Regions from separate parts of the Rattus norvegicus genome. Here regions 1, 2 and 3 are each linked to region 4. A link is a contact called in public Hi-C data. All regions are on one chromosome and are shown on one strand. The core of a region is the stretch at or near the end of the contact, and the rest is flanking DNA. Distances in the headings are between cores, read along the strand shown.

Evidence for each region. Hi-C and Micro-C count contacts between places; a contact is called where the count stands out from the background.
Region 1: a contact with region 4 is called in a Hi-C map of liver, with 5 times the contacts expected there. The contact joins two enhancer-like sites. A contact is called at or near these places in 4 of 12 Hi-C or Micro-C datasets (Schwann cells, frontal cortex and liver).
Region 2: a Hi-C map of liver shows a contact between it and region 4, with 4 times the contacts expected there. The contact joins two enhancer-like sites. A contact is called at or near these places in 2 of 12 Hi-C or Micro-C datasets (kidney and liver).
Region 3: a Hi-C map of liver shows a contact between it and region 4, with 4 times the contacts expected there. The contact joins the promoter of Ets1 here to the enhancer-like site in region 4. A contact is called at or near these places in 6 of 12 Hi-C or Micro-C datasets (the A7r5 cell line, hepatocytes, kidney and 3 more) and 1 of 1 datasets of contacts at active chromatin or transcription factors (oligodendrocytes).

What each region holds. Positions count from the first base shown.
Region 1 is chr8:39,413,494-39,418,046 of GRCr8, reverse strand. The region is part of intron 6 of Ets1 (ETS proto-oncogene 1, transcription factor); the gene reads right to left. Among named protein-coding and RNA genes, the nearest start is that of Ets1, 52 kb to the right of the region's middle. Within about 2 kb of position 3,051, at least 6 of the 93 cell types and tissues checked have an H3K27ac peak or open chromatin away from gene starts, as enhancers often do. A contact at or near this core is called in liver, where this site is marked.
Region 2 is chr8:39,397,184-39,401,826 of GRCr8, reverse strand. Ets1 (ETS proto-oncogene 1, transcription factor) reads right to left here. Exons shown (of 8, transcript NM_012555.2): 3 at 3,785-3,985; 4 at 1,068-1,145; 5 at 1-148. Among named protein-coding and RNA genes, the nearest start is that of Ets1, 36 kb to the right of the region's middle. Within about 2 kb of position 3,241, at least 9 of the 93 cell types and tissues checked have an H3K27ac peak or open chromatin away from gene starts, as enhancers often do. A contact at or near this core is called in liver, where this site is marked.
Region 3 is chr8:39,361,299-39,365,810 of GRCr8, reverse strand. Ets1 (ETS proto-oncogene 1, transcription factor) reads right to left here and starts at 2,384. Exons shown (of 8, transcript NM_012555.2): 1 at 2,024-2,384. The coding sequence starts at 2,105.
Region 4 is chr8:39,590,145-39,595,135 of GRCr8, reverse strand. No RefSeq gene overlaps it. Among named protein-coding and RNA genes, the nearest start is that of Ets1, 230 kb to the right of the region's middle. Within about 2 kb of position 2,250, at least 29 of the 93 cell types and tissues checked have an H3K27ac peak or open chromatin away from gene starts, as enhancers often do. A contact at or near this core is called in the A7r5 cell line and liver, where this site is marked.

The sequences.
Region 1 (4,553 bases), core at 1,802-4,301, 180 kb after region 4:
TCAACGGTGCCCTTCACCATGCTGCCCCTCGGTGTCACACATCAGGAATCCAGTCGCATCATTGGGAAACTATGTTGCTCCAGTGGAGCTCAGAGCCACAACAACAGAAGGGTCCCTGTTAGAAGGAGGTCTTCCAAGGCGGGGCATGAAGGAGCATAGGACACACACCCACAAGCCCAGCTCCCATCTTGCTCCCATCTCCTGAGTAAACTTCATACCCTTCTGTTCTTCTCAGCCACCCCAGCGAGGGAATTTCCTGACAGCTTTTCCTTCTCAACCTCAAGATGAGAGGAAAATTCTTATACAGTGCTGGCAGTCCTAGCTTGCAAAGCACAACCCAGACTTGAAAGAAGTGCATGGAGCAGCCTGGGCCAAGAGACAACACCAAAACCACTGCCCTCCAGGGGACCCTAGAGAGGCCACAAATCAGAGGCAGCCTCACATAAATCCCTGCTCATCCGGGTCATATTTTATGTTCCTTGTCTTTACCTAGAAATTGCAAGACTTCACGTCTATGTCAATGACTGAATATTGGCATCTCCTGTGTTCTGGTCACCGACTCTGAGGCTAAAAGTTGAAGTAAGCTAGGAATAAACCTTATTAAAGTGTGTGTGGGCACGTGCATGAATGTCTGTCTTGATTGGTTATGGCTTTCTGGTTGTTTTTGGTTGTTGGTGTTTACAGAATTGAGTAGGCAAGTTTTCTAAGACCGAGCCATGCCCTCAACTATGAATTACCTATTCACATAAGCATGCATGTATTTTGAGACAGACTCTCAGTACAGTTGCCCAGGTTGGCCTTGAACTTGTAAATCTCCTGCCTCAACACCCTGAGTAGTTGAGATTAGAGGCTTGTGCTAGCAAGACCAACTATGGCAACCCAACAGTGTCACCATCATCGTGTGTGTGTGTGTGTGTGTGTGTGTGTGTGTGTGTGTGTGTGTGTGTGTTTTCCAGACTTGCAGAATACCTGCCCATGTCTGTGATCTCAAAGCTGGCATGCAGCAGAGTATTAAACATCATGCTCTTCTACCCCATCTGCATTTACACTTCAAACACAGTTTACATCTTTCACCCAGGCCCTGGTAAGAGGCTAACACAAGACATGAGTTCATACAGATGGAGTCACCATTAGACAGCTGTTGTCCTGGCAGACTGTTCATATTTTCACTATGGCTTCTTTCTAAACTACCCCTCTAGAAACCTCTCTGGGGGTGTGGGGGGTGTGGAGGGGGTAGCATATGCAGAGGAAAGGAGATGACCTCAGGTGTCTGAGAGAAGCCACCCACCTGTGCACTGGCTGGCCAGAGAGCTCCAGGAGTCTTCCCGTCCTTTCCCTCCCAGGACTGAGTTTTCAGAAGTTCACCAACATGCCATGCTTTTTAGGTAGGTGCAGAGATCTGAGGACCAAACTCCATTCCCCATATTTGGGACGCAAGCACATTGCCAGCTGAGCCATCTGCCCATTCCCCCAGCCACGTTCACTGTGGTTCCTAGCACCAAGACTTGATGGTTTGCTCAAGGCCCATCAGTCTCATGATTGGAATATATGCTTCCCCCGGGAAAGTCTCTGTTCTCATTCCTGAAGCCTAGACAACACCTGATCGGCACACATCTCCCGGCTAACAATTCTAACACTGTGTGTTTTATCAAATGCCTTATCATATCTGTGGTGCCAGGCACGATACCTCAACATTTAATGGATGCGTTTGCCAAAACCATTATCCTCCAGGGCAGGTCGGGGGAGGAAGCATACAGGTTTGAAAGGTGCCAAAAGGCCTCTCTCTATTAAATTATCTTTGGGACCAAAATATGGATGACACCCAGGCTATGCTTCACCAACATGCTCCTCAAATAAAGCAGCCACACCTCTTGTCCTTAGGGGGTTCATGCTGCTCTAAGAAACTGAAGTCCTACAGTTCTACTCTCAAATTCAAATTGAATACCTCAGTGTGGATAGGATGGCGTATTTATTTTAACCTATGAAACTCTCATGGTTGGTCACCCTTGCAACGGGGCTGACTCTGCCCTGAGACACATCTGGCAGGTGGCCCTGAAACAGCGAATAAGCCTGGCTTGCCCCTCCCTTCTAGCCAGGTGTCTCTGCCCACAGCCAACGGTGACAGCAAAAACAGAACACCGGAGTCCGGAAATGACCCGTCTGCTCAGCATAGCCTGCCATTTTATACCCGGGGGAGCACCTGTCTCTGAGATGGGGTAGGTGATTCCCGAGTCTTAGTTCACCCTTCTAAGTCATTTACAAACAACCCCAGAACCTTACTGTTTCCATGAAGTCATGGCGTTGAGGGATAATTAAACAGAAATCACCCAACAGTTTCTGGCTGTGTATCAGACTCAGCCCGAAGCTGCAGCAGGGCCTGTTCGAGGATGATACTGCTCTGTAGCTTGACCCTTAAGGCCTGGAAAGAACTTAGAAAAGAAAGAGCAAAGACCGTCTGATATTCACCTCAGTTCTATGCCTAGAGCTGTCACGTCCTGCTTCTTCTGAGTTAGGGCTTTCTGGTGCCACTATGGTATCCCACCTCACCACTAACATGGCCCAAATATGGTGCGCTCTACAGCCTTCCCACAATGCCTTGGCTTAGTAAGTCCCTGCTACCCTATACTCTATGAATATGGTCCTGTGTGGAAGACTCCAAATCAAGCGTAGTGAATGAAATATAAGCTCTACTAATGAAACTATTAAAGCTATACTTGCTAACCACAGTGGTGGAAAATAATATAGAAACCTACAAAGTCACACACACACACACACACACACACACACACACACACACACACACGAATGCATGCACACATATATACACATAAAGCCTGCATGCATAGATGGTGACCCCTACAGAACTTTGATTTTTAATTTTTTCCTGGTTCAAATTGAAATACAATGCAAGTCAAACTCCCTGGGCTTTGTTTTCCTATTCCTAAAATGGAATAATAATTCTACTTCTCTTTAATTTACAGATATGTCCTAGAGAAACACGGCAGACATAAGCAAGAGCAAGGGAACGTGAAGAATGAATGTCAGAGCCGTGCAGACTGGGAAAAACACTGGAGTCATGCAGAAGAGGCGTTTGTCAAAACAGAATTCTCAAAGAAATGCCTGCGAATTCCCTAGATAAAATTTAGTAACGCTTCCAAGAATGAAATTGACCTTTCATGTGGCAACCTTCAGAAAAGTATAAAGTTGGAGATTTTTAAAAAAAAATTCAATGACATCTATGATAATTTTTAAAATATCTTAACAGAATAACCACTGACGATTCTGTTAAAGTTCAGAATGAGAATGAAACCCATCCTCTAATTAAGAGTGGGTACGCACCGTAAGAGGTAGCAAAGTGAACGACTTTGCAAGTGAACACATTAGGAACCCTCCTGGCTTAGGGAAAATTGGGTCACAGACAGACTTAGATCCTCTTTCCCACATGGTAGGTTTTCTCTAATCATTAATGTTCTGGCCAAGCCCTCCCCACAACCCCGCTACCGTCCCCGGTGTTTGCACAATCGTGGCTCTACATGGTCTATGAGTACTGAGAAGTGGGGTGCTTTGCCTAGCCACCAGGCAAGCTGGCCACTAGGTCAAGTGAGCAGCAAGTGGCCACCCGGGGTGCCCCACCTGGCACTGTGTTTACTGAGACTCGGTGGGCTAGTGTGGCTTGGATTGGAGACGACAGTTACACAGTTTTCATGTGTGAGCAAAGACCTTTGTTTCTGCCGAGGCTCTGCACACCTGCGTGCATTCAAGTGTCCACAAGTGGGGGTGGGTAGCCCCAGGCAGAAGAAGACCGCCCCATTCTCTTAAAGGGGCTGCCTCCATTTATAATGTAAAGTTTAGATGAAGCCTCTTTCCTCTCAGCCCACCATAGATGTGCAGTTCAGCTTAACATGCACAAGAGTTTGCGCTGATGAGTGAGCCTCGAGTCAGGAAGTGGGTTTCTTTACAGCCTTTTCCTCCTGGTGTTTTCTAGGGAACAAACCTTTTAAGAAGTCACCAGAGATAGCTCAGCCGAGGTCAGGGTTAAGGAGTACGAACTGTGTTATAAACCAATGTCCTCTTGTTTTTCCCCAACCTATGTAGATACCTTAAAGGAAACACATTGCTCTGACAGCCAGGCAAGCAGGAGAGAGGATGAGTTGACTGATTAGTAAGAGTATGGACCCAAGACTCCAGACGCTATAAGTAACTCTGGCAGTCCAGCTCTGGGAGGAGTTAGTTTTGGGGGAGAGGGTCCTCTGCATTTTAGGGATGAAAAGCATTGCCGGTCGGGAGGACATATCGTGTGCATCAGTCTGTACTGACTCTGACAGGCACGCAGCCAACAACTAGTTTATGAGCATCTTTCATGTCGGGGATTATAACTAGATTGGGGTGGAACATGAATATTAGCAACAGCATGGGGCTATAGGAAAAAAAAAAAAAAAAACCTTCTTGGTTCACCGTAATGCAAAAAGCTGAAAGTGTCCTGCCTACGCCTTTGAGGAACTGGGGCCAGAGGAGGAGGCTGGAGAGGCCTTCACAAGAAACTGCTCCACTCT
Region 2 (4,643 bases), core at 1,992-4,491, 190 kb after region 4:
AGAATGACGGAAGGGTAGTCGTTCTCATACTTGAGGGACAGGAGTTCTTCCGAGCTGATGGGATGCAGCGTCTGATAGGACTCTGTGATGAAGCTGGGCTCTGAGAACTCTGAGGGAGGGACACACTGAGCATGCTCGATACCATAGCCTAGAGAAGGAGAGTGTTTACAATTGGAGACACTGGTGCCTTAAAGAAGTAAGTCCTACTACCTATCAAGGCCCCACCATGTGATGTGAGCTGACTCCCTTAAAAGAGAAGCGTGAATCCGGAGGACTTGGCTTCAACCTTGATGGCACAACTTGCTATCTGCAGCCCCTGATAAGGCACCTTCCCTTTGGGCCTTAATTTACTGGTCTATAAAATAAGGCTGATGAAGTTTCCCTCAGAGCACTGTGATGAAGAATAAATGAGGCTGTGTGTGTATATATGCACAGTGTCTGCAACATTTCAATAAACTCCAGATATGTAGCGAATGTAACTGTCGCCATTGGAGTAAAAACTATAATAAACCAGAAGATTAAAAAGAAAAAAAATCACACCTTTTTAACACTACCTTTGAAGTCAGGGTCATCAGAGAAGCCCAATGATCCTCTTTTTCTCTGGACACCTCTACAGGGTGCTAAGCTGTCACGCACTTTTAAAAAGTGCTTTCTACCATAGAATGTGACACTGCATGGAGCATGTGTGGGATCCAGAAGGATTCCATAGCAAATCCTATCCTCGTCAATAATAGGTAAAGAAAGCATATAAGTCAAAATCAAATCTGTAACCCAACCCTCTCCCAGTCACTAGAACACTGGGATTAAATAAGATCATAATCTGGCCAGGGTGTATTCCCTCCCAGTTGCAGGAACTCTGTAGACTGATAAGCACTCATACGAGCTTAATGCTTGTGCTTGGTGAAAAGTCATAAAATAAGTAACAAAAAGCAGAACATAATTAAGAAAATATTACTTTCTATGGGGTTATTAATAAAGCATCTGAGATCAACTAAGCCAGGGAGCCTTTCCAAGTTCTCGAACCATAAAGAGCCAAGAGACAGAGGAGAGTGGAAGACAGCACTTACTAATGAAGTAATCCGAGGTGTAACGGGATTCTGGGTAGGTAGGGTTGACTCCATTAACCTGATACGGTTTCACATCCTCTGTAAGAAACACACCAGAGAATAAAATAAAGATAGCATGCACGTGACAACTGACCTACGCGGATCTTACCCACAAGGACCCTGATAATCTCAACATTTTCTTTTATACGGAGTCTGCAAGCCCACAGCGGGAGTTGGTGTCTTGGTTGCCTGAACACAGCTTTATCTCAGGATGACATCAGAAAAGTATGGCTGAGTTTAGCATTTCAATAGCTGTGAAATGGGACTAGTCCACTTATCTTGGGAGGAAACCCATTGGGCAATCACTGAGGGTTGAGAAAAACCAGCAGCCCTCAGCCTTGGTATCTCGGTGTTTCCCTTCAGGGAACTGAATCTTCAGGCTCCAGTCTGGGGATGCCTCAAGGACCATGATCAGAACCTAGCATTTAAACCGATCAACTGAAAACCATTTCAGAACACATTGCAGTCTTTGGGCAAGTAGGTATTTGTATCTTCCACTTTTTCAGATATTTGGATTTTTTTTTTTTAATCTGCTTTTCTCTTTGTTCTTGGAATTCAAGTTCAGGCCCAGACAAGAAGCAGGACACTGGTAAGGTGACTCCGCTCAGTGAACCGTGAGAAGCAACACAGCCAAACTGCCTCGATGCCAACTTCCTTGCGACTCAGAAAGAAATAAAGAGAAAGTGTAGCGGGGAGCAGAACTGTCATGGTGGGCTCAGAGTACTCTGGCTACCCTAGAATCAAATGCCTGAGCTGCTGACTGCATTGCTTTGCAAAGATCAATTGTAAAGGGAGACTGCTGATACAGTTTTTCCTCAGGTATCTGCTAGCCTGCCGAGAGCAAAGGCTGATGGGAAAACAAGTTTATGCCTGTACTCAAAAAGAGGAAAAAAAAAGTTCCCAGTTGAGATAAAATGATTAAACTCTGCTTGAGTGGCTTATCAGATTAAAACATCCCCTGCACCTTTGGCCTACAGCTCCACCCCGAGCAGCTATGTTCTCTGGCTGCCATGCTGCTCAAGTGAGATCACAGAAAGGACGCTGTTCTGCCTACAAGCATCCTGATCATCCACTCAGAAAGGTGAATCCCCAGAAAGACAGTCTTACTGCCTCAAGCGATGGGACACCGGCTGGGGTGACAGAATTGCCTCCTCACACGGACTCAATTACACTGTACTGCACTTCAGTTCCCTGACGGTACTCCCCTGCATAGAAGCAGTCCACAGTCTAATCCTGTCTTAGTAGCAGTTCCCTGTGAACGCACATTAGCACAGCAAGAACACTGGGTGGGAAGTGAAATTAAAACAGACTTAGAAGTAAAGTTTAACGTGTTGATCACTAATTGAGGGTAATTCCGAGAAAGAAAATCTATTTGGCAGCCCTTCAGAATCAAGGATATGAATGGACCATGGCCAGTGACAGACTGAGAGTACCCCCAGCTCCTGGTACACCCACTGTGGGAATTCATTCTGAGTTCAGAGAAGCATTGTATTGACAGACTATGTTTGGTTTCATGGTCTGGTGCAACCTGCTGTTGTGTTCAGAAGGCAGCACCAAGCCAGCGCTTTGAGGAGTCTACCACATCTTTCTTTTCCTCTTACGAGCAGGTCACTCAAGTCAGTGCCTAGTGGGGTCAGCACCAGTACAGTTCCTAGAGCTGTTGTCCTGTCCTGAGTAGCAGCACCCAGAGAGACCCACCAAGTCCTTAAATGTGTTCATCCGCTGATCATTTTCAATGAGAAGCTGAGGCAAAGGAACGCACATCACATTCACGTGCCCAGAGGAATGGGACCTGGGTCTCTCCTCAGTCCTGAGACTGAGGCATACTCTTAAACAAAGGAAGGTCTTACGAGGAATGAGCTCTGTGCCCTACCCCCAGTGACTGTGCCTAGAGCTTGAGGCTGGTGACCACAGGGAAAGGGTGGGCCTGGTTACAGAGGGCAGCAGGCTTCTAGGCTTACAGTCAGCTGTAGGGCACTGCTGACTGCTGGTAACTGCAATTTATTTTAAGAAGAAATTTAGACAAATAAGCACAGAAACACCCAAGTTTGCCACCCGCTGCTGTTGCTATACTCAGCCGGTGCTACGGGACATGAGTCACTTGGTCCAAAAAGGTTAGAAGAGGCCAGTAGAGGAGGCTGTGTCATTAAAAGGTTGCAACACCACGTCCTGATATAACCCTAGCTTTGGCTCGGAGTGTAAAAGGTGTTCTACACCGCCATAATGCCAAACCAGCAACTGGCAGAGACATTTGTCGTGCTAATGAGCATGGAAAAGCTGTATTCTCCTGTTACCAGAGGATACGTCATAGATCAAGGGAGTATATGTTAAAGTTTCTGGAGTAGATAAAAACACCTGTTTCTTAAATCCAGATTTATTTAAGTCCAGGCACTGTTTATTCAAATAATGTATGGGTCTACAAAAATAACATGGAGTGTATACAGGAATCTAAAGTACAGTCTTGCTTAAAAATTAAAATATGAACTCCTAAGGCATAGAGGAGCCAGCATGTACTGAGCTCTTGCTTTGCACCAAACACATCCCCACAGACCATCTATGCCATGGCTGAACACCTACAGGCAAAAGCAAGAACATCCCACCATCCGGCCAGCTCTTCTCCTACTTTTAGAGAAATGCCCCCCTCCACTTCCCTACCCCATTGTTTCCACACATTTTACCTTTCTGCAGGATCTCTAGATGCTCCCACAGGATATCCCCCACAAAGTCTGGAGCCAGCTCGAGGAAGCATTCTTTACCCAGGGCACACAGTGCTGCTCCATTCATACAGAACTTCTGGAAGTCCACACCCTTCAGGCTGAACTCATTCACAGCCCACATCACCCAATCCCGGACATGGGTTTCTGTCCACTGCCGGGGGTCTGAGAAGAGAGAGGCCAAGTGAGGATACAGTGGGTCAGGCTGAGGGAAGGCAGGAAGAGATGGGACAGGGCTGAGGACGCTAGTGACTCTCACACCCAGGGAGCAGCATCTTGTCCAGGACCTCTCAGATTTCTTTCCCCATATCTAGCACCCCACTTGCCCTATTTTGTCAGATAGGAGGAGCTAAAGTCAGCCAAGAGTAATTCCCTGCTTTTTTTTTTTAAGACCAAGATTTCCACTGATCTCCTCTCTCACCCTTATCCCATTAAAAAAAAAAATTTAAAGCCCCCAGATAAGGGAATATGCCTTCTTTAAGGGCAATAATAACAGTGTAAAGTGTTTTCCACAAATTCTGCATGCCCCCGTCTGCTCTCAGCTCTGCGACACACTTGAGGATTTTATACTCGATTATTCTTATCTTAGCCACTTAGGTTTTACAATAATCCCAGCAATTAGTAATGACAAGCCATTCGAGTGTCATTATTTGTGACCACAGGCCCAGCTTTGAGTAGCAGTGATATCATGAAATCCTCATACCTGGCCTAAGGTTTGACAGAGCTGTATCTGTCAATGACACCAAAACGGTGCACGTAAGTGATGCCTGGACCAAAAGTAACTGCACAAGGTGCTGGAACACCCAGGGCTCAGAAGTCATTT
Region 3 (4,512 bases), core at 1,135-3,634, 230 kb after region 4:
CTAAGAAAGTATCAGATATATATAGATGATATATATTATATATAGATTAATACTATATTATATATATGTGTGTGTGTGTGTGTGTGTGTGTGTGTGTGTGTGTGTGTGTGTCATCCTGAATGGCAGAAGACAATTTCTTGGACCAAATGAAATTTTGTTGCTTTGTTGCCATGAAGTTCGGTGGCTTGGAAACTTTCCTCCTTTTAATTTTGAGAATGGATTTCACTATATCTTGAATACACTACGTAGCCCCCAGGTTCACTTCCAACTTGCATTCCTTGAACACCTTTTTGACTTTTTTTTTTTTAAAGCCACTGTAAAGTCACTTCAAATAGTGAAAATGGACTGCAGCAGAGGCCTGCCTAGCTCTATCTTACTGGTGGAGCAGCTCAATGAAGTTCCTCAGACACAGTTCGTTTTTTTTTTTTTTTCATCAATAACTGAAGTAATGGAATCAAATGCTTTCAAATCCCACATACTTGATATTAAATTACCAAAACACACGCTTCGGCTATTTGGTGTGATCTAAAACACGTGCGGCCAGGGGCTCGCTCTCACTCGCTGCCAGCCTGAAAGGTCCACTGTAGGTATGTGAACTGACAGAATACACATGATGTTTCCCAGATCCCAAATCTGTCTCTTCCCCATAAACATGCACAGCGCGTATAAACAAGCCATTCTTACGGAAAGGGCCTATTAGCTGAGTTCATATCCCTTCCCTGTGAGCTAGCCCTTCCCTTCTGCTGTATGTGGTTTCAATCCATCGTAACACAGAGAACTCCTGGCTCCCTCGAACACCCCAAAACAACCTTCGCGGCACCATTTCTATCTGTAGCCCTGGGTGCCTGAGACGTCTGCACAGCGCTAGGAGAGACCCCCAGCTCAGCCTGGCTCTGACTGCCACCACACTGTGACAAGCCCAGTTTTTGTACAGAGCAATCCTGCCCTTGAATATCAGGAGAGTCTCTGGAAGGGATGGGACCCAAATGCCTCTATTAACACTTTGAAGTACATCAGAATGTCAACACCTCATCTTGGCTTGTATGTAAAGTATAAAGAACAGGTTAAATATGCAGTTCTTCCTGGCAGAGGCAAGGATCAGGGACAGCAGCAACCCTTACGGCTAATCAGACCCAACAGAGGTCTGTGTCTTTGACAGCTGATTATTTTCCAAAACGTATCCCCTTCTCCCTGTATCTCTCTACATCCTTTCACCTCCCAAGTCACCTTTCCTTGAGACCAGTTTCCTTTCTAAAAGTAGGCACACTCCCTGACGCCCTGCTAGCTTCAGGAATCCTGAAGAGTTGACTCCATCTGTGGAACACTAAAATTCCCTTCTAAGACAAAATTCGATGTCTTTTCTCTCCCTCTCCTCTTCAAATCCTTTAAGCCTGCTAAATGAAACCATGAACCAAAGACACTAAGTCACATCTGGTTGGTGGATGCTTTTCTTCTTCGAGGACCTTTGGTATGGGAAGCCAAACTGAACGGGGAAGGAATCAGACTTTCCCAAAGTTTAAACAGATTCATTTTATTTCTCCTCCCACTACCTCCTCCTCAACCTAGAAAAGAGGGGTGAGACTCTAAGGTTCTTATGACAGGGGAGCTCAGGATACAAGTGCTGGAAGGCCAGGCAGCTAGCCAAATACCCTTTCAGCACTCCACAGGACCCTCCCATCAAGCTCCAGTACTGGGGAGACACAGTTGGGAGGGGCATGGGGGTGACCTGAGAGGCACTGTCAGGCCCCCTTGCTAACATTAAGGAATACTACCAGAAGGTTCTCGCTTATGTGGGAAAATTGAAACACCGGAATTGGGGCACTGGAAATTCTATAAGCTTTTTCCCATTAGTCACAAAAAACGCAGCTGTAAAAATAAATAGACCACCACCACCACCCCCAAAAAACCCAAGGGTCTCAGGCCACCAACAGTCTCCTGGTCTAGACATCCCGGGCTCCTGAGAGAGCAGCGCAGGCCAGAGGGGACACGGAGCTGGGGTGGGGGCCTCACTGTCGCCACTCACCCGGGGATGGGAAAAGCTCCAAATCCACTTTTTCTGTCTTGATGATGGTGAGAGTCGGCTTGAGATCGACGGCCGCCTTCATGGTGCCGGAGTTGAGGGGGCCGGCGGGATGAGAGCAAGTTTGCTGTAACTGTTGTTTTGCTTTTTAATAGGGATTTTGAACTCAGGGGAAGGGGACAGAGCGCAGCCCTAAAATCTCAAATTCCCGCTGATCGCCCGGCAGAAAGGTGCGCGCCCAGCCAGTCGGCGCGAAGTTGGCACTTGGCGGAGCAGAGAGCGCGCTTGGGTCCCAGCCTCGCCCGCGCCTCGCCCGCTCGCTCCTCTGTCCCGGGCGCTCGCTCACTCTCTCGGCTGGCCGGCGCTGGCGCAGTGAGGCTCGCCTCCGCTTTAGGGCGTTCCTCACCGAGCCCAGGCCCAGGATCCCAGCGCCTGCCCTGCCCACTCGACCGGGCGGCGGGGATGGGGCGGCGGGGCGGGGCCTAGCGCCTGCAGCCAATCATCACCCGCGTTCCAAAAGCGAAAGGAAGGGCGGGCGAGCCTGGCGGGGCGGCGCCGCTCCAGCTACTCTGCGCGCGCCGGGCCAGAGCCTCGGCCCACCGCTCCGGAGAATGGCTGGCGAGCGGGTCGCTGGCGTGCAGAGTCTCGGGAAAGTCCGTCTGATTCTGCACGCATTCTTAGAGGCTTGGTCACCCGCTGCGGCCCCGCTCCAGTAGCAGCATAGTTTTCCAAGTGCGTGTACATCATTCATTCACAAAGCTTGACACACAGGACATGAGGCGTGGGTGCGCAACGAGGGGCGCGTGCGGGGGGGCTTCCACAGCGGGGGGGGTCCTGCGAGGATTCCAGCCTAGACGTGACTCAGAATCCCACCCGTGGAATGGATGGGCAAGGCAAGGACAGCATTGCTGAACAGAAACCTCAATCGGCTTCACTAGCTCAGAACCATGCCTATTGAAGATCCCAAAGACTCAAAGTTCCAAAGCTCCTGGATTAGCCAAGGGAATCCAGAACTTGTAACTGTGTTTTAATTATTCTGTTTATATATATATATATATATATATATATATATATATATATATATATATATATATCAAGATGAGTGAGAATAACCGATAGATAATTTGCCGCTGATAGCCATTATACATCGAGATAGTTGGTATAAATGAACAAATCTTCCAAGGCATGGTACCGTAAGTGTAGCTGAAGCCAGCAAGGTATTGACATCTACCTTTGAATAAAAGACAACGTAATAAATCGTCCTGAGAGACCTCAGGGAAAGCTATTCTTAGTACTGTTTCCTGATTTCTAAGCATGTGTTGAACTGCTACCACTTGCCTGCAACTGTAACTTCTGCTCCAGTAAACTTATTCACACCTGCTGACTTTTAGCTAAGCATGTTTTGCCCCTTGGAGCCTTAGCAGTGTACGGGATTCCCAAAACAAATCAGGCGGGTGGGGTGGGGACAGCAATAGAGTGTCAATCTCTGGGTCTTGGTCACATCTCCCATCTCCACCCTTCTTGGGTGACCAGAGGAAAATATGTGTATGTGATAATCCTTGTTTTGTTTTGGTTTGGTTTTTTGAAAGAACAGACTGTTGCTGTCCAGCTGTGTTTCTGCAAGGTATGAGAAAACAATGCTGACCTCCAAATGACAAGAACAGACACTTCAGAGCCTGGGAAAAGCTTAAGGAACCAGCTGATGAATGAACTGTACGTTCACACGCCCAAATAAGCAGCAAGGAAAAGAATTTTGGACTATCATGTCTGTAGAATTGGACAAACTAAACAGTCTCTTTGGGGAATTTTCATTTTGATGTTGTAGTCTCATGAAAACGCTGGAGAGTTTTCAACTGTTTGCAAAAGCGGTTTCCTCAGATTTCCTCCTCCCTCACCCCCCTCCCCTCGGCCTCTTTCTCCACTAAACTAGTGCTTAGTTCCACGACCATTGACATGCAAGCATGTGGGACACTAAAAGAAGCCCACCACAATCCAGCATTTTCTACCCTGGCAGCAATGAGTGAACGTGTTCATTGTCATGCTTCCACGATGACCATCAAATGTTGGTCTTCCTGTTCCTAACCGTGTCCTGGAGTGCAGAAGCTCAAAATGTTCTAATGTCCAAATCAGAGGATGTGATTGGGACAATTCTGATGGCAAATATTCGAAACACCTGAGGTCCCATGTGTGCAGCAGGATCTGGTTGAAACTCCCCGTAGGATGAGAAGCACTAAGAGAGATCCGATTAAGATATGTATACATTTTGAGGACACCAATCCTCCGATCAGGACTGTCTGTCGCTCACTTAGTTAATGTTTGACAAGTAGAATTTGCATTCTCTTTATAACACAAGTGGACTTCCCCCAGGCATTCTTGCAGAGTTTAAAAACCGTTACTACGTTTTTTACCTATACATTTGACAAGTGGATTTTGCATTCACTTTAAAAACACAAGTGGATTTCCCCAGACATTCTTGCAGAGTTTAAAAACGT
Region 4 (4,991 bases), core at 1,001-3,500:
CTCCCTTCCCTAGGTAGTCAAGAGAGCTGGCCCTACCTACCTCCTGCTGTGGATGACTTTGGATGGTCTACCTGGAGTGGTGCTGGAGAACTCACCCTGGAGATGTGCATATGGGAGAGTTAAGACAGGCTGACCAGCTCAGCTACCTCCTAGGCCCAGACACAAGGCTCGACACTGGCTCTATATCATCTGCAAATGACTGGGATGCATGAAATGGCCAGTCCTGCTGATCCAAAGCTACAGCCTCTCCAAGACACAAGGCAACAACATGATAACTGGGTAGAGCCCCGATGAGGATCCAATATTGATGGTGTCACCGAAACCAGAAGTCTCAAGCCCGACCAATGACTCGTTGAAATGAACGTTTGCAAATGAAGACGCGTGGACAGAGGGATACAGTGTGGGACACACTGACATGAATACAGCTTCCATGATGATGTGTTTGTTTGTTTTTTTATTTGGGGGAAGGTTACAGGGTGAAAGGTGGGGTTATGAGGGGACAGGAGATGAGCAGAACTGGGGTGCATGATGGGAAACTCACAAAGAACCGATGACAACTTTTTTTAAAAAAGACAGAAAAGAAAGAAAAAAAAACAATTCAGTTCCTTGCCATTTCAGCTCAATAATTTTGTCTCCTCCTCAACTAATGCCCTGCCCTGCCCTCACCTATGAGAGCCTCCTGTATATTGAACAAGGAAGGCATTTGCCACCAATACTGCAACCTGACATCTAGAGTCTTAAAGCCTCACAGGCTTTCTTCACACTTAAAACGATCTTCAAAACCACTGTTCAGGGTCTTCAATCGAACACAGCATGCACTTGTTTTTTGTTTGTTTGTTTGTTTGTTTGTTTGTTCTGTTTTTCTTGGGTCTGGAGACTGAGCATGGATCCTGAATATGTAAGACAGGCACTTTATACACTGCGCCATCTTCTGAGCCCAACACCCATGCCTTTGTTTTCCATGGTAGCAAAGGCAAAGAAACCGATACATTCTGGAAAATCTACCTTAGTGGATTAAATCATCGTTTGATGTTTACAGGCTCAGTGTGAGTATGTTAAGGGTGGTGGGAGCATTCCAGTCTGCCCACCAGGGGCTGCTAGACATCAGATAAGTTCTAAAGAGAATGATGTGAAAATGGTAAATGGGAGCTGAGAGAAAGGCAGTCAAAGAAGAGGCTGTTGCCCTGGAAAGGCAAGTAGCCCTTCAGCAAAAGAACTCATAATGAACCATTGTGAGCTTAGCTGCAGTGTTTGTGAATGGAATGCTTTCTGTTGAATGAATGGCTGCTGTTCTATAATTCACAAAGTCTGACTCAAAACAGGCCGGGAGGTACGAGCATGTCTTAAGTGTGCACTGCACACGTTTCCCGTCCTGTCACCCACAGTCACTTGGGTTTACTCTGTAGCTCAGACGTTAGTAAGCCACAGCCAGGTTATAGGAGAAATCCAGCCATCTATAACCTAACCAGATAATTGTCTGCCACCTCTTTTCCACGCTGATAAACGTTCCAACTGGAGGACTGAGCTCTCCTGGCCAATGAAGATTCCTTCAATTAGAGCTTCCTTTCCATCGGGAAATCGCACGGCACTCAGTTTTAGAATCCTCACATTCAGAGACCTAGAAAAGTTCATTTAGTTTTTTCTTCTGTTTCCTTCGTGAAGAAGGCTCATCAAATTCATAGGGAAATACGATAAAACAACCAATGATTCCAACTTTCAAAGACAGACACACTGCTTTGTGCTTCTAGTCCTATGTGCCTGTGTCCCTTACATTTATGAAGTCTCATGCTGCCTTGCCACTGCACCCACAAGCCCCTCCTCTTAATCTGTCCTCTCCAAAAGCAGCAGTACGGCTGACCCTAATTCTGTGACGAGGTGCACAGTACACAGTGTTCCCTAACAGCGCGCATGCAGATTCTCTTCAGGGAATAGACTTTATGTAAACAGAGATATCCAGAAGTTACATTATAGCCTCATTCTTGAGATAAACTTCTGCTTAATCACTGATCCTTCCAGGAATAAGAAAAAAGATGCAAATAAATCGCTCTGCTATTCGTAAATTTAATATTTAATCTTCATTTTCTTCTCGTGCTGGGAAGTCTGTCACAAAAGAGAGAATGGAGAGCAGAGGAGGAACTAGGAACAAAACAAAGAAAAATACTTTGTGTCCCAGTTCCCCACAAGTCTCCTAAGCCTGGCTTTAGACTTGTCTTCCTAATCGAGACGCTAGAGGGAGTCAAACCCAGGAATCTGCAGACGATCCCCCAGCTGAACAGCAAGGGCTGCTGTTACACCTTTCTCTTTAAACAACTGCTCCTTAGCTTGCTTGGCCCAGAAAAACGCCCAATCTGGAGTGCCGTGCCTTTCTTACTCTGAGGTTACTATTTCTAAAAATAGTTTTCTGAAAAATCTCTCTAGTGGGCTGGGAAGCACGCAAGTAGAGTGTGGGGTCCGGAAGTGCACGGTTCTGCTTCAGCAGAACCCTGCAGGCTGGGGGTAGGACAAGAACTGTAGCCAAGAGCACCAAAAGGGGTCGTGCCCTAGATTGAGAGTGTGCCTTTGGGGTTCAAACAGGCTATTCTCACTGGCCCTTGAGGAAGCAAAATGTTGGCTGTGAGCTTGGAGCCCCGAGGTGAACGCCATGCAGCTCCTAGACCTGACTTCCCCACCACACACAAACCACACAGAGCACAATGGTGCTGCACAGGACCCCGGTGAGTGTCACCTCTAAATGATACAGTGGCACATGAAGGAGGTTTTTACGCACCTCTGCTGGTCTTCCAACCACTCAGTGTTTCGAGAGTGGCATGGGCGTTAGAGAGAATTCCAGATACGGTCCAAGATGGGAGGAGACAAAGCCAGGTTGGGGATTCCACCCATTTTCTCTCTTCTGGTTTTGTCTCTGGTCACATTTCCAATTCCTAGGAGAATAGTACCACTAAGTTTGGAGCCCTTTTGGTTTTGTTTGGATTTGCCCTAAAAATCCCCCAAAGGCCAAAAGTAGAGAACTCCTCTAGTGTTCTGGCCCTTTGGGGTGTGTATGGGGTGGGGAATACTTTGGGCATTCTTATTTTGGATGTCTCCAAACCGTACAAAGCAGAGACCCAGCCTTGCCTCCCGTTTTCTTCTGTTACCAGATTTGGCGGATGTTAAAGAGTTAAATTTAGCGTCCTTCAATGTCTTGAGGAGGCCTCTAGGAGCATGTGTGTGTCAGGCTTCAGCATTTAAGTCTTGGGTACACAGCGGTCACACAAAGCTGAAGGAGTTCAACTACCTGCCTGAAACAGACTCCAGGTCAGGCCCAGAGCTATTCCAGTCTCCAGCCATCCTCCCAAGAAAGACACTACAGGACAGGGCTGGTCTATTTCCCCGATGAATTCATGAGAGACTTTCTTTGGTCTGTAAAGGTTCTGGGAAAGTCCACTGTCTGAACTTTCAGAATTCTTGCTAAAGTGAATGCATCCCGACCGAGCCTTTCTGATAGGAATATCAGTCTTGACATTATAAAACTGCTGAGGTTCGATACCAGCTCAGTTCATATGTAACTGACTGCAAACCAAGGATCAAACTTCTCCAATCACAATCACCACCACCACCACCACCACCACCACCACCACCACCACCACCACCACCACCATCAAACAAGACTTTCGGGGGAAATAATCTGCTAGGTTTTTTTTTCTGGTTTAAAAGTTCCATGATTTCTGTCTCTTTCTAGAAAAAAAATGTGAAATGTTCTATCTGCTGGCCTAAAAGTCAAAAGAGAGAAGCCTAAGTTATATGCAGACAAGCCTGGGGTGCCTAGCTGTACCGTGTAGGAGGAAGACACTTTAGAAGGAAACACATTTCATTTTTTCTGCCTGATATGGTTATCTCTAAGGCTGGCACCCATGCAAACAAGATGAGGGTGCAGAGGAAGGGGAGGGGGGGACACGTTTCCAAATGTCAAATGTTGAGCGAGGGCTTTGAGCTCTGACAATTGAGGCTTCCGGTAACTTTGGTCTCCACCTTTGTGGAGAGAGAGAGAGACAAGGAGGGGTAAGAAGGAGAAAGTTGAACATGTTCCTAACAATGAGACAATTATCATGTAGGTCTGAGGCAAAGATCAGGCCCATGATACCTGACTTACTTGCAAGTAATCTGGGACTCTCCCCTTACTATGTCTTTAAGAAAATCCCTGGTTAGAACTCTGAAGTGAACCTGAACTTTAGACCATGTGATTCTCCCGTGTGGCTCTTACATAAAGTTGGCACACCTAACGGGAATTCTGCCAACACAGGATGAGAGCATTTGGAAGCTTCTATCTTCAGGGACCGTATACCTGTTTGAAGGACGTAAGACACCTGAAGGAAATAACAATATGATTTGATTATTTAAAAAAAAAGATGTAGGGTAAATGGTTCATGCAGGCCATGGCAAAATTGTATGAAGGTCAATCGATAGAAAATGCATCTGTAAACTATGGTGTAGGAAGGATCATCACTGGGGTAGAAATGAATGTTAAGTTCATGAGTTTACACACACACACACACACACACACACACACACACACACAATCTATGTACAAGTTTTGAAGAAGAAAATAAGTTTTTAAAAAAATCACAATTGCTTCTTACCTACCCTTTTTTTTCTACATGTGTCACTAAACAAGTACATAACACCGACTATCTGTCCTACATCTCCACAGTACAAACCAGTATAAGGCCCTCCAAGTTCTTTCCAGTATGAAGTCTAACCACTGAATACAGGAAATCAGCAAGATGGCAACTCCATTGTAAATGAGGGCTCCCTGCTTTGTGAGCCTGGGCATGTCAACTAATACTTGAAGCAGACAAGTGAATGTAATTTTTCTGTTAAACCTAGCACCACATGTCCTTTGGCAGGGTCAAGAGCACCATGCCCAGAGAACTTTTAATCCTGCAGTCACAGCCTGAAGTTGTCTGGAACTTCTCCATCAAGTGAGCAAACTCAGAGGGTTGTGACTATGTCAG